2 separate regions of the Mus musculus genome follow, and region 2 is linked to region 1. The links are chromatin contacts, called in public HiChIP or PLAC-seq maps. All regions are on one chromosome and are shown on one strand. The core of a region is the stretch at or near the end of the contact, and the rest is flanking DNA. Distances in the headings are between cores, read along the strand shown. Region 1 has its middle 110 kb from the start of Gm39311. Region 2 holds the start of Dpy19l1 (dpy-19-like 1 (C. elegans)).

Region 1 (6,642 bases), core at 1,396-3,895:
CTGACACTTCTTCCACTCCAACAGTAAGTGTAGCACGGTACCAGTTTCCTTGGTTACCTTGGGAAAACCACATGACTCCTTGAGATCCAGCATCATCCATGGACATCAGGTGAGGCTCAGGCATACTAGGAGAAAGGCTTGTGTGGGAGAAGATCTCCAAATGTTAAGAACTCTTTGCTCATCTTCATCCTTCAACAATTTTCTATTTCTTCACCCAAAAACTTAAATTTTGTGCTAGGATTTATTTTGCTTTTAGCACTAGTAAAATTCCTCAGCCCAGGAAGCCATAAACATCCATATAGAAGGAGTGGATGAGAAGTCCTTAAGAAGAAGTGGGTAGAGTGTAAGTAGAGAAAGAAAGACTAACGAAAGCTGTCTTAAATTATGTCATATAGTGCTTGTTTTTTTATTATTTTGCATGATGGTCTTAAATCAATTGCCTCATAAAGTGATTGCTAATTCAAGAACTTGGCAAAACACTGGCCTTGACAACAATTGAGATATATGTAAAAATTTCAGTTCTTTAAAAGAGGCTCATTTTCAAAGACCTATTATTGGATTGGAGATATTGGCGTGGCCCCATTTGCTAATGCAGGCATTGTTTCCTCTTACTTTGGCAACAGACTAGGAAACACGGTTTCATTTAGGGGATCAATACATTATTAACTGAACACAAATGCATATTTAGAAGCCAACCCTTTCCAAGAATGGCTGGAAAGCAGTGGAGCCAATTTCTAGCAAAGGCTTGCTTGCTTTATCGAGCGGACCATGGAAAATGAGCATCACTTTGGCTAATTGTTAGAGTGAGCCCTACTTGACTAGATAGTGGTTCATTATGCTGGGCAAAAAGTTTCATTCCCCACCTCATTCTTAATCTTGTGAAAGCAACAATAAAGGCTTCATTTCAACGTTGGCTTGTAGGTTCAGAGCCAAGCCAAGTGGAGTGCCAGTGTGGAATGTGTACGATTTATCAGCATAAAATCTCTCCAGGGATGCCAGGCACCATTAAAAACAGCATCTCCCAGAATGAATGTATGATAATAGAAGTTCTTTTTCTAATTACACAAGGATCAAAGACAAGAATTTGGATTACTGTCTAGCTGCGTTTCTTGCCTCCATGGAGGCTGAGCCCACCACAGCCTTGCCAATGTTTACCTCTCTAGACAAGAAGTCAATTATAGTACAAAGGAGCTCCTATTGCCTTCTGAGATTATCGTGCTCCAAACTAGCCGCTGTAGAGACGACAGATGGCTAAAGAAATAAAGGTCTAACAAGTCAGTGTTTTGCTTGGGGAAGTATAATTACACTTCACTTTAGAAGCAGAGCATTCAGTTTGCTAGAAAAGCAATAATATGCCTCATTTACAACCCAGAATAATGGAACACACTGCTTTTTCTACCTAATGTTTAAAACATAAGAGCATATCTTTAAACTTTTGGACATGTAGCTAACAGTGTACGGCCTCCTGAATACAATAACAGTGTTATTGACATAAGAAAATTGGCATTCAAGCCCAGACTGGTAAAACTAAAATTAGTTATGGTGTCAGGTCACATGACCAGATGAATGCAAACCTACTCATGACTCTAGGATGACTGGTCATAAGAATTCTTCAAAATGTGTTTTTATTTACTGTACCTTCTTACTTTTTCTTAGTTTTATTCCATTAATTTTCAACATGCAGAAATAAATTAATCTCTTGTTTTCCCTTGAAGTTTCTGAGGTAGTAGCTGGTATCCTTGAAGTTAAACTAGCTATGATAGCTATGCCATGTTTAGAATCTACTAGGTCTATAAATCTCTCTTCAGCTGAATACTGTTATTCTTCTCCAATTTCATCCACTGAATCTTAGAAATCAAACCATTTCAGTGATACCAACCATTTAACTCTGAAAATTCATTATCAAACCAAAATGATGCTGAGGACATGTGTTCCAGTGCCCCACACCCTGACCTGGATTGTCTTCCAAGGCTTGTTCTCATGTGGTGCCCAGCGGCAGAAAGGATAACAGAATTAGGTCTTGCTTCCCAGAAAGAGTGGTAGTTCCCCACTTTGTCTGTGACTCTCAGGCACTTACTGAACTTGACTATTTCATCTTACAAGTGAGGGCTGGTTTAATATGGATTCCATGGGTATCTTCACCTATCTCACTAATGTTCCCCAAGCCCCTTGACTTTGGACCTTTAGCAATTTACTGAATTTTGTAGTAAACATCTCTTTCTCCTTTTAGAGAAGGACCAACACCTAAAAGGCCATTTTTCACCTCAAGCACATATCATTTTTAGCAGAAGCATTTAATAGTACTGTGTTGGTCCCTGCAAGTTACTTGTATATAACGCATTATGCTACACTGTATATTAGCTATTCATCTTCTGAGATAAAACCTAGCCATTGCCATTACTAATAGTTGCCGACTCTAAATGTCAGCATCCAAATTTCAGACCATCCTCACTTCCTACCTTCCCAGCCCAGTCTCCCTTCTACTCCCACTCCGGTGATTTTTCAGCCTTCCAGCAACAACCCATTAACCTCACCACATTTTCTGCCCATTAACCTCCTCACATCTTTGCTCCTGTAGTCATCTCTCTAAGATTCTATGATTCATCATAATAACTGCCTTTTTACACAATCTCAAGACACTATTCCACTCACTCTGAAAATGCCAACCTTGGTTAAATATCCACCCACTCTGAACTTGACTCAATTGGTCAGCTGTGACTAAGAAAAACCATAAAACCATTATGCTTCATCTCCCTTTAAGTAGATTCTGGGAAATTCCCCTCATTTTCCCAAGGGTTCTGTTTATCTCTTCTTTTCCTGATCCTCCTCAATTTTCTCCTTTTGATTCATTCCTGGTTGATAACTTGGGTTGTATTATTTAGTGAAAATACATTAATTCAGAAAGGGAGTCTCACATTTCAATTCTGTCACTTTACTTGTGACATGGTTGAAGTATAAGGAAATTCCTTGCCCTGGAATTTGTCTCTTAACCCACATGGAAGGTGCTTCTGCAGATATGTCCTCTCTACCTTACCTCTGTTATGGTTCATATAATATATAACTCACATACCATCAAACACAAAGTACACATATCAACTGTTTTATCGTATTCATAAAGTTGTAAGCATCACCACTATTACTTGCCATGATATTCTCATCACCTTTAACATATGACATAGTTTGCTTCCTTTTACAACCCCCAATGCTAGGACAATGCTAATCTCTTTTTAATCTCTCTAAGCTACCTTTACTTTCTATATTATGTATAGATGAAATAATGCATGCCCTTTTGATATTTGACATATATAATGTAGTAAAATGCTCCGAAGCCTTATCTATGCTACAGCATGAGTTAGACTTTCATTCTTTTTTCATTGTCTACTTCTATTATATGGTTAAATCATTTTTGTTTATACAGCAATAACTTAATAGAAGTATAGATAACAGTTGCATTAATCTTCACTGTTATATTGCTATTCACTTCTGCTTGGAGACAGTTAATAGATAAGATACAGTAAATAAGCAAAATTTACAAGGTTCAAGGAACTATTGAAACTTAAAAGATCCACACCAAGGTTATACAGAATTACTAGGAGAGGAAAATTCCAAGTCAGCTGTTGCTGAGCAGCCTGTGAGATAGAACAGTGAAATGCAGGCTTGTAGCTTCTGTGTGCTCTCACCCAGGCTGTGGTACCCTGTTCAGAGATGCAGGGAGCCTTCAGTCATCCATGGTCAAGTGTAAGCAACCTTTCAGTCATGCTCCTTAGACTAACTCCAACAAACTTGGTGGGTCACTGAACCAGCCTTGTGGGGGATTGTTTCCATGGTCTGTTGTCAGCACACTATCTTGATTCACTAGAAAATATCAGGCAACACAGTAGGCACCTGAAGTGGGACTAACAGAATCAAACTGAGTTGAATAGAGCTAATTGTACATCCACTAAAATGGGAGCAGACACATGCAACAAAGGCTTATGTGTATGACAGTGGAGCAATCAATGAGCTGAAATCAATACCTTAGATGAAGCTCAGGAAATAGGATTTAAAAGAACATTCACAAGTGTTCTCAAGTAATGCAAGAAAAATTTAAAAAGACATGAGCTATTACCTCATTTAACCCCAACATTATAACAATAAATGATTGAGTGATGTCCAAAAAACTACAAATATACATCTGAATGAAGTAATGAAGACAATTTAGGATTCTAAAACTGAGTGTAATAAACAAATAGGAACATTGAAGAGAACACAGCTGAAATAAATATAGAATTGAAAACCTCAGTATACCATTTAGAAAACTCAAAGGAAATGCTTACAAATAGAGTAAACCAATCTGGAGACAAAATATAAAAACTCAAGTTATGTGCTCAGCCATGTTCACTGCCACCCTATTCTCAATAGCCAGGATATAAAAACAATTTAAATGTCCTTCAGTAGATAAATAATACATATATATGTTATACACCTTGACATATTATTTCTCTGTAAAGAAATGGATTGACTGCTGGGCGTGGTGGCACACTCCTTTAATCCCAGCACTTGGGGGAGGTAGAGGCAGGCAGATTTCTGAGTTTGAAGCCAGCCTGGTCTACAAAGTGAGTTCCAGAACAGCCAGGGCTTTACAGAGAAACCCTGTCTCAAAAAACAAAACAAACAAACACCCCCCCCCAAAAAAAAAACCAAAGAAAAGAAGAGAAAAGAAAAGAAAAGAAGAGAAAAGAAAAGAAAAGAAAAGAAAAAAGAAAAGGATTGACCTAGAAAATATGATATTGAGTGAGGTAATCCAGACCCAGAAAGACAAACACCACATGCTCTCTCCCATCTGTAGTTCTTTGCTTTAAAGCCTCAGGACCTAAAAGCCTCAGGTGGGCCAAGAAACTCCAAACAGGAAACTTCACTTGACGATAATAAGTGCAAAAGTGTCTGATCAGATCAATATACCAACCTCTGCTGGTGTCTATACTTTCGGATGTCAGGGGAGGTGCAGATGGTATCGTTCATTCTCAAAGCTCCCCTTTCTGCCTTACAAACTCCCCTGCACCACGTGTGGGAAGTCTCCACTCCTGTGGAGAGACTGGTGTTCTTCATTGTTCTAATTAAAGGACAATCTGATGCTGGAGGTGCCTGTCTGCTCGTGTGTCCTAGTCACCTCCATCAATCTTGATCTATCAGACAGCATACATTGAGTAACCATAGAAACCAAGAAAGTATGAAGGGACTCTGAAGTGAGGGGAGCTTGGAAGAGGGGAATGGACTAACACAGTAAATATGAAGTAGGAAATTGAACAGAGAAATGGCTCCAAGTGGAGAAGAGAGAGGTAGGTCAATATAGAAGGAGTAATGAGGGCCAAATTACACAAAGGTTGTTTGAGAAAGCCTTTAGGAATAGTATTATGTTTTATTTACCTAAAATTGTACAATTATTCTCTCTCTCTCTCTCTCTCTCTCTCTCTCTCTCTCTCTCTCTCTCTCCCTCTCTCTCTCTCTCTCTCTCTGTGTGTGTGTGTGTACCTCTGACTAACAAAAAGCCCAGCACTGCACATGAGAAAGTGACCTCCAAGACAATACATATTAATTATGCAAACATTGATTGCCTGTCAGTGGTCAAAGATAAGTTCCCATTGCTGAAGACTTGCTACACTTAGAACACAGGACTTGGGTGATTCAAACTTGGTCAGGCCTGAAAATTTTTTCCTGTGGTCTAGTTTCCATGGTTCCATGGTTCTAAAGAGTACTATGTAAAGTGCCAAAGGAGGACAGGAATTAAACATTCCTACCTAGCTGCAACACCTATCTATGACAGTTACCAGCATGGCAATGTATTTATTAAAGTATAATAAGTGGTGGTCACACGCCATTGTCAACCAATAGGTATACTTAAGGCCCACTCAACAGGAGGGATGTCCTGTTGTAAGGAGGTAAGTTGTTGTGGTACTGGATACCTAGTCAGCGTCTCAGGCTAGTGAAGTCATGGACCGTAGAAAGGAATCTACAACTGCCATTTTGGTACACCAACATAAATCTTCCCTACATTCTAAATATTCTCCTTATACCCACAGGCTACTGTAGCTAACACTCATCCACAAAGAAGCCTCTCTTCACAGCAAGTGGAGACCAACACAGAAAACCACAACTAGATACAATCTAGAGCTCAATGTATCCTGGGGAGCCCAGGCCCAATGGATATAACTACATTACAACTACTGCATTTATATTTCAGGCAGTATCATGGGAATGGGACAGAACGATCATAAGAGCCAGAACACCATGACATCTGATACAAATCTACCTCTCCTAAAGATGTCTACCTCAGCGACACCAGAACAATGGCAAGACCAGTGGACTTGTTATTGTGAAAGGGAGACATTTTCACAGGACTCTACCCCTAGACAAAGAACTATAGGTGAATAATGACTGCTCAGAGGAGGAGACTTAGCTTCTCCCACAGATGAGGCCTCTTGGTGGTTGTCTAAAGCAGGGTGGTTAGCCTTTAAACCATATACACATTACCAATAAAATAGACACAACAATGTACATAAATACATCTTGGTAGTTGGGAGGGGCTGGACAGATGAAGAAAAGGAAGGAGGAAAACTGATTGATGTAAACCCATTAAATTAAAATCATATTAAAAGCAAAACA
Region 2 (6,642 bases), core at 2,106-4,605, 810 kb after region 1:
CATTACTGCGGGGAAGGCAGCTAAGAGCAAGGGCATCACACTCACAGAGGAGCACAGAGAACAGAAGCAAGGCATTCATCTTCGCTTACTTGTTCTCACCCAGCTTCCTCCTCTCTCCCTGCCTAGGGAGTGGAATGGCACAGCAAACAACTGCCTGGGTCTTCTTCCCTCAGTCAACAGTAAAGACAACCTCCTACTGGCCAAGAGATAGATAGTCCCTATGACTCTCTTCCCAGGTAATTCTAAAGCAGTGTCAAATTGACAGCTAAAATTAACCAGCACAGAGGGAAAGAAGAAAAAAGAACTTATTGAAAGACAATATGAACTGGAACCATGCTGATAACTGTCTATCATTTCTTGGCCTTGACCCCAGTCCCAGGAGGTTGACTCTACAGCCTGTTTCAGTAGCCTCCAAGGTCACTACAAGCAGGAGACCAGAGTGTGGAAAGGCTGTGTAACTCCTCTTGGGCTCCCTCAAGCGCAGCTGAGCACACATCTTGACAGAGCCAGTTCTCCACACCTCACTCTTCTCCAGTAGTAGAGCCTTACTGTCCACGGCCTTAACACCCTTTGTAGGTTTCTCAACCTTGTTCTTACCTCTGAAGATAGCTCAATTATTAGTGCTTCTTGCCTCAACACAGAAATCTATACAGACATATCTATGGGCTAAGATGAGCTTCCTATGGTGGGAGCAGGTTAGAGGCAATGTATATTATTTTCTGTGGTCAGGAAAGTTTGAAAAACATTTTCAAGGTTCTTCTTCCGCCACTGTCTCCTGTAGCTGGGAGCAAGTGAACTGAAACTACTAAAAATAAACAATTTGAGCCTCTTTAATCATCACCATTAAGTAAGTAGCAATGTTCACATATAAGAAAATCAAACGTACTTATTAAAACAGGTAATGCTCATCACTGCCCAACAATGGAAGAGCTACATTGGCAAGTGACTTATCAGTGCCCAGCACACATGAAGAAAAGCTCTAACCAGTTCTAACATGTGCTGCTGTAATGGCACTCCAAGTTAGGAAATTTATTATAAAATACGAATAAAGCCATTTTATCACAGCTTAATATGTAGTTTTTAGAGTTGAGCAGCTATAAGTAATTCAAGCAACAAGTGACTAGCAAAACCTCTCACCATGTTAAGACCAAGGAGTTATTTTAAAAGTTCCACCCTGAGATGCAACTCTCACACACACCGGGGGATGAAATCAATCGGAGGAAATGTAGTTAGTTACACAGCCTACAAAAACATGGAAATTGCTGACCCTCTGCAGGGTCAGTGGCTTTCTGAGCTTCCACAACATGGTGGTACAAAAGAAATCACTATGGATACCGGCCTTGAGAGTACAGGGCCAGAACTGACCCAAGGACACCAGATCCTGATCCTTCAGCAGAGCCTTCATTCTCTCCAGGTGCTGTGTGGTCTCACAGCAGATGGCCAAGCGAGAAGACAGAGACTGTGGTGTTCCTCCTAACTCCCACCCTTGGTGACCTCTATCCAGGGTACACCTAAGACTACGGCCTGCCACATTCACTGTACTTCCACTCACAAAGTCAAAAAGAGCAAGTCAAGAGAAATGCTGCCCACCTGCATTGAACAAAACAGTATTTCTGCAAGGGCATTAGTAAACCCAAATATAAGCCATCCAGTATAAGCAAACCCAAAGGAACTGTACCACAAAACATGAAAAGAACAGGACCCTTTAAAATCTATTATTGTCTCTCCCTAAAATAAACAGTGTCATCCCTTACTCTACTACAGTTGCTGTTTGTACTAGCCGTTCACAAACGCTGGAGCTTTCTTCTGCCGTGGGATCAGAAATCAGGATTATGCATTTGCTTTTACATAGGAACTGATGCTGTAAAATGCTTTGGGTACAAACATGCATCACCCAAGGAGTTGGTATTGCTCTTCAGGACATCCCTGGGTAAGCAGGGCATGGGATAACTCCATATAACACAGAAGGAAGGCCCTCAAAGTGAGACTTAAACCAAAATCAAGCACTCTGCACCAGTGCTGAGTGCCTTCAACCTCAGCCACTGTACCACGCTGCCTCCCCAAGGTGGATTTAACCTGTACACTTGCCATGTTCTCAAGCTAGCTGCTGAAGGAGGGAATGATGAAAATAATGAATTTGCCAAATCTTGACCCAAGTATTTAAAAAAAAAAAATCCTAGTAACGATGCCAGCCTTCTTGAACCCACAAACACACAGCCATGACTGGCTTTCAATAACTATACAGCTGCAGAAGAGGCTGGCCCCACAGGAAGGCTGATTTTGCTGTATTGTCTGTCTAAACCCCAAACTTCAAGCACCCCAAACTCTTAGAGGTCATTAAGCAACAGGGAAAAGATAGTAAGAAAATATCACTACATAATTCAACAACTAAATCCCATCGTGGCAAAAATATCACAGAATCCTTATGAAGGGCTTGTTAAAATTAGGCCTATTAATCCAACTTCTATAAACTTGCCTTATCCGACAAAGTCACAGAAAACGAACCCAGAAGATAGTCCACACGTAAATGCCTCAACTTTATTTCTTCTAGGCACAAGTTACATCCCATCCATTTGGTGCATGGAAGAAGGTAAAGAGATGCCAGCAGGCAAGGTTAAAGCTTGGGCATCCAAAACACGACGCAGCCTGAAAAGTGACAGAACCACGAAGTGCCACCCTCAGTGTTTGCGGCCAAGAAGGGAAAAAGCACGCTAAAATTTAATTATAAGTTTGGCAACTTTCTAAGTCAGGAAACCTGGGTATTTCGAGCTCCAGGAATCGCTCGCATCACCAAGCAAACCATCCTCCGAAGTAGCGGCTGGGCCAGGGGTAAAGAGTGGACTGTGGATGCAGGCAGAATCCAGTCTCCTCGGCGCGGACCAGCCCGCCCGCGGCCAGCCGAGCAGCTGTTGATCTCGGGGCCATGTTTTTAAAAGCCCGGGCGGACCGCGGGGCAGAGGATGTGTGGAGCTGAGCCCCGGAAGGAGCGGGGAGGAGTAGGGAGGAGGCAGGAGCGTCCCGGGAAAAGTCAGAGAGGGCTGCTAACTGGCTCACCTAGCAGCAGCGTGCTCCAGGTCCGGCCGCGCCCGCGCCGCAGGCCCAGCGCCCAGTGCAGCCCGGCCGCCAGGCGGCCCGCGAGGCCGTCCGGGGCGGGCGCGGCGGTCCCTGCGCGGGGTCCCTTCCTGCCCGCCGCGCCCCTGCGCCCCGGCGACGGCGGCGTGCGCTCCGACCCCAGCTCCCCGGCGTCCACCTCGGATGCCCCGCTCAGTGGCGGCGGCGACGAGCGGGCCGACCGGGGCGGCCTGGGAGCCGCGTCCCGGTGCTTGCTCCGCGCCTGCAGGACCATCTTGGCATAGTCGCGCCCGCTAGCTGCGCGCGCCCGGACGGCGGCCGGGATCCGCGGACTGGCGGTCGCTCACTCTGGCCGGCGAGGGCGGGCCGGGAGGCGGGGACAGCGCGGGCCGTGTGGCCGCTGCCTACCGCGTGGCGGCCGAGAGGCGGCGCCGGACTCCCGCGCCTCCGCCGTTGCCGCTCTCGGGTTGCCAGGGCGACAACGGAACGCCGCGGGGCGGAGGCGGGGACAAACTGCGAGCGGCGCGGCCCCGCCCCTCCGGCGCGCGCGCCCGGGCGCGCTCCAGCGGCCAAGCGCGCACGCGCGGGCTACCAGCGGGGCGGGACCGGCGGCCAGGGGAGTAGCGTGGACGACCTCCCGGAAGCGGCAGTGCGCCCTCGGGAACCGGGGATCTGGCTGTGAGGCGGCGTGGCGCGGGGCGGGAACCTAGTGGCCACGGAACGGCGCCGTGGGTACACTCCGGGGTTTCTGTGCATTAGGCTTGTGCAAGAAACTAACGGGGTAAAAGTGTGACCTCGCCACTCAGAACAGCCAGGTTTCTGGTTCAAGGATGAGAAGCAGGGAGTGGACCGAGTATTCAAATAAGTGTCCGGTAGGTCGGAGCGAGGATGTAATCTGAAGGCCTGGGTAGGAACCCAAACTCAAGTCATAAATGAAAAGGGCCTGTCAGGGAAGGTTATCCACGTGTTACTTTTACCTCATGTATACTGAAAGTATGGAAACCGGCTAAAAGATGTGACACTTGAAAACGAATTTTCTCATAGCAGGATGTAGGAGTTAATGAAGAAGCCCAGGGAAAGAAAAAAGAAAAAAAAAAAAAAAGAATATGTTCCAAGTTAACCTTCCTTGCCTCCAGCCCATTGCTATTTGCACAAAGCCTTGGAGAATTGCAGCAGCGAGACTTATTTCTTGGCTCCTGTCCAAATGAGCTTGTTCCAAAAAGTCTGGATGCTGGAAATCAAGGCACATCGTTTCACTTTTCTCCACAGTAATTACAGGGGTTTCAGGAGGCTCTGGCTTCTATTGCTCACGACTTTATTAATATGAGCATTCATTAACTCAGGCACAAAGAATGGATTTTGTTAAAGGACTCACCGCTATATTACACTTTGTAAGTTTCCTGAGTTTGATTATTAAGTTATGTATTGAAAACAAGGAACAACTGTTTAAGACACCTCTATTTAAAAAAATGATTGACAGTGTCATACAGGGGCTTATATTGTGAAATAAGGTATCAGGTTGATAGAGTGTTATTTCTAGGGTTGATACTAAATTTATAACCTACCAGATTAAAAGAAATTTACTTCAGTGTCTGCCAAAGACAATAACAGTAATTTCATCACTAGCATACTTATTAATTAGAAGACACACGGAGCTACAGTATTGGATTGCTTGTCCCTGAGATGTGGGGCATGCTTCCCAATCAGTTTTTCCATGGAGTGTCACTGGTTATATCACCCACAATCCAGGGCAGTCCTTGGGCCCACCAGTAGTTGGCTAACACACAAAAAAACGAACTCTGTGGTTATGTTGTTTGTGGAGTTTTTGTTTTACTTTGACATTTTTGTTGTTGTTGTACTGATCTTTTGCTTGTTCCAGGTTTCATTTTTGTGCTTTTGAGTGGTATTTTAAAAAGATTTGGGAGGTAAGAAGTTGAATGATAGGGAGGTTCTGGGAAAAATTAGGGAGAGGAAAAATGATCAAAATATACTGTATGAGAAAAATTAAAAGTGTGTACAAAAAGAAAAAAGTTTCCTAGTGCTTTCTGGGCTCTGTGGGGGAAAACTTGTGGTGGGGGAGGGGCGACTGATTAATTGGTACAATTCTGTTAGATGATTTTCTTGTTCAGTAAATGAATGGATGAGTACAGGAAACAGCATAATCAAACATGATGTTCCTAGCTCTTGAACATTCTCCACATGACCTGAGTTTCTGGAAGAAACCAAATCTCTCTAGTAGTCATCTTTAGCTGCAGCTTTGACCCAAGCTCAGAACATGGCTGAAAATTTGCTCAGTTGACTTAGAAAAGGACTACTTATGGGTGGGGCAGACCCGGTAGATCTTAATTCCTCTCCTGTGATGCACCCTCAGGAAACCTCAAGTAAGGGAAGTGTGAACTGTGGGGGTAGGGGGATGGTGCTTGGTTTGAGTTTTGGGTTTTGTTTTTTGGTTTCATTTTTTGTTTCTTCTAGACCCAGGTTGGAATCCCTGCTCTGATGCCTGGCACGACTCTCCTCTTCACACCCTTCACCTTTTGAATCTCCGTTTCCCCCTCTCTGGGATAAGAAGAATTTTTATTTAGAATTGAGCCAAGAGATGGCTCACAAGCGGAGGCAGGAAATCAAGAGCCACCCTAGACTTTAATGGTCCTCGACTCCTTGGGTGTCAGGTTTCTCAGATCTGACCTGAATCACTCACTGACCCTGCTTCCAACAGGTGCTTTACAAAGTAATATCCATTTCATGAATCACTAAGCCTAGATACAATAGCAGGCCACTCCTGGTGCCCTGCTCCTCAGAGGGAGGATGTTTTGCTCTGGGAAGTGGTAGAACTGAAAATGGAGTCTTTAGAGAATATGCCAGACTTGATTTAACCTTTAAAACTCTAGAAGATCTGGAATACAGTTTATTTGTCTCTGTATTATTAGACCAGTGCCTACCACATAGTGATTGATATTTTTTTAAAAACTGACAAACTAAAAGCTACTTCTTAATTAATAAAAAATTATGTTGGGCTAAAGAGATGGCTCAGAGGTTAAGAGCACTGACTGCCCCTCCACAGATCCTTAGTTCAATTCCCAGCAACGATATGGTGGCTCACATCCTTTTGTAATGGAATCTGATGCCCTCTTCTGGTGTGTCCAAAGACAGTGACCATGTACTCATACAAATGAAATAAATCTTTAAAAAGTTATATGTGCACACTCACATGAATTAAGACAAGGCTACAATGACTTTAAATTAAGTATTGGCATATATGACTTTAAATTTAGTATGCTTTCTATGCTTTAATGGTATACCAGAAAGATAATTCCTACTGCGATGCTATAGAATACTAGCCTGAGACAAAGAATCTAAGCCAGGAATCAAAAAGAACTACTACTACTCAAGAAATGTTCCAAGGCTGATTCCTGAACAAAACACCAATCCAATTCTCACTATAAAACTATACTTTGCCCATGGATGTGTTGAAGACACTTTGTGTGCACCTATAAGAATAAGTGGTAGATGATATAAAGATGAAGTAGACATAGAATGAAGATTAAAAGTATTAAATCGTAAAGCAAGACA

The links. HiChIP or PLAC-seq counts read pairs in DNA pulled down with a chosen protein or histone mark.
Region 2: an H3K27ac HiChIP or PLAC-seq map of the NIH/3T3 cell line shows a contact between it and region 1, with 13 times the contacts expected there. The contact joins the promoter of Dpy19l1 here to the enhancer-like site in region 1. A contact is called at or near these places in 3 of 39 promoter capture datasets (the 3T3-L1 cell line, cranial neural crest and hippocampal neurons), 2 of 484 Hi-C or Micro-C datasets (the C2C12 cell line and adipose-derived mesenchymal stem cells) and 8 of 115 datasets of contacts at active chromatin or transcription factors (the NIH/3T3 cell line, astrocytes, bone marrow-derived macrophages and 5 more).

The regions. Positions count from the first base shown.
Region 1 is chr9:23,692,071-23,698,712 of GRCm38.p6, forward strand. No RefSeq gene overlaps it. Among named protein-coding and RNA genes, the nearest start is that of Gm39311, 110 kb to the left of the region's middle. Within about 2 kb of position 2,646, at least 32 of the 459 cell types and tissues checked have an H3K27ac peak or open chromatin away from gene starts, as enhancers often do. A contact at or near this core is called in the NIH/3T3 cell line, adipose-derived mesenchymal stem cells and pancreatic cancer cells, where this site is marked.
Region 2 is chr9:24,499,785-24,506,426 of GRCm38.p6, forward strand. Dpy19l1 (dpy-19-like 1 (C. elegans)) reads right to left here and starts at 3,356. Exons shown (of 23, transcript NM_001359948.1): 1 at 3,055-3,356. The coding sequence starts at 3,346. LOC115487153 (a long non-coding RNA gene) reads right to left here and starts at 2,749. Exons shown (of 2, transcript XR_003948106.1): 1 at 1-2,749.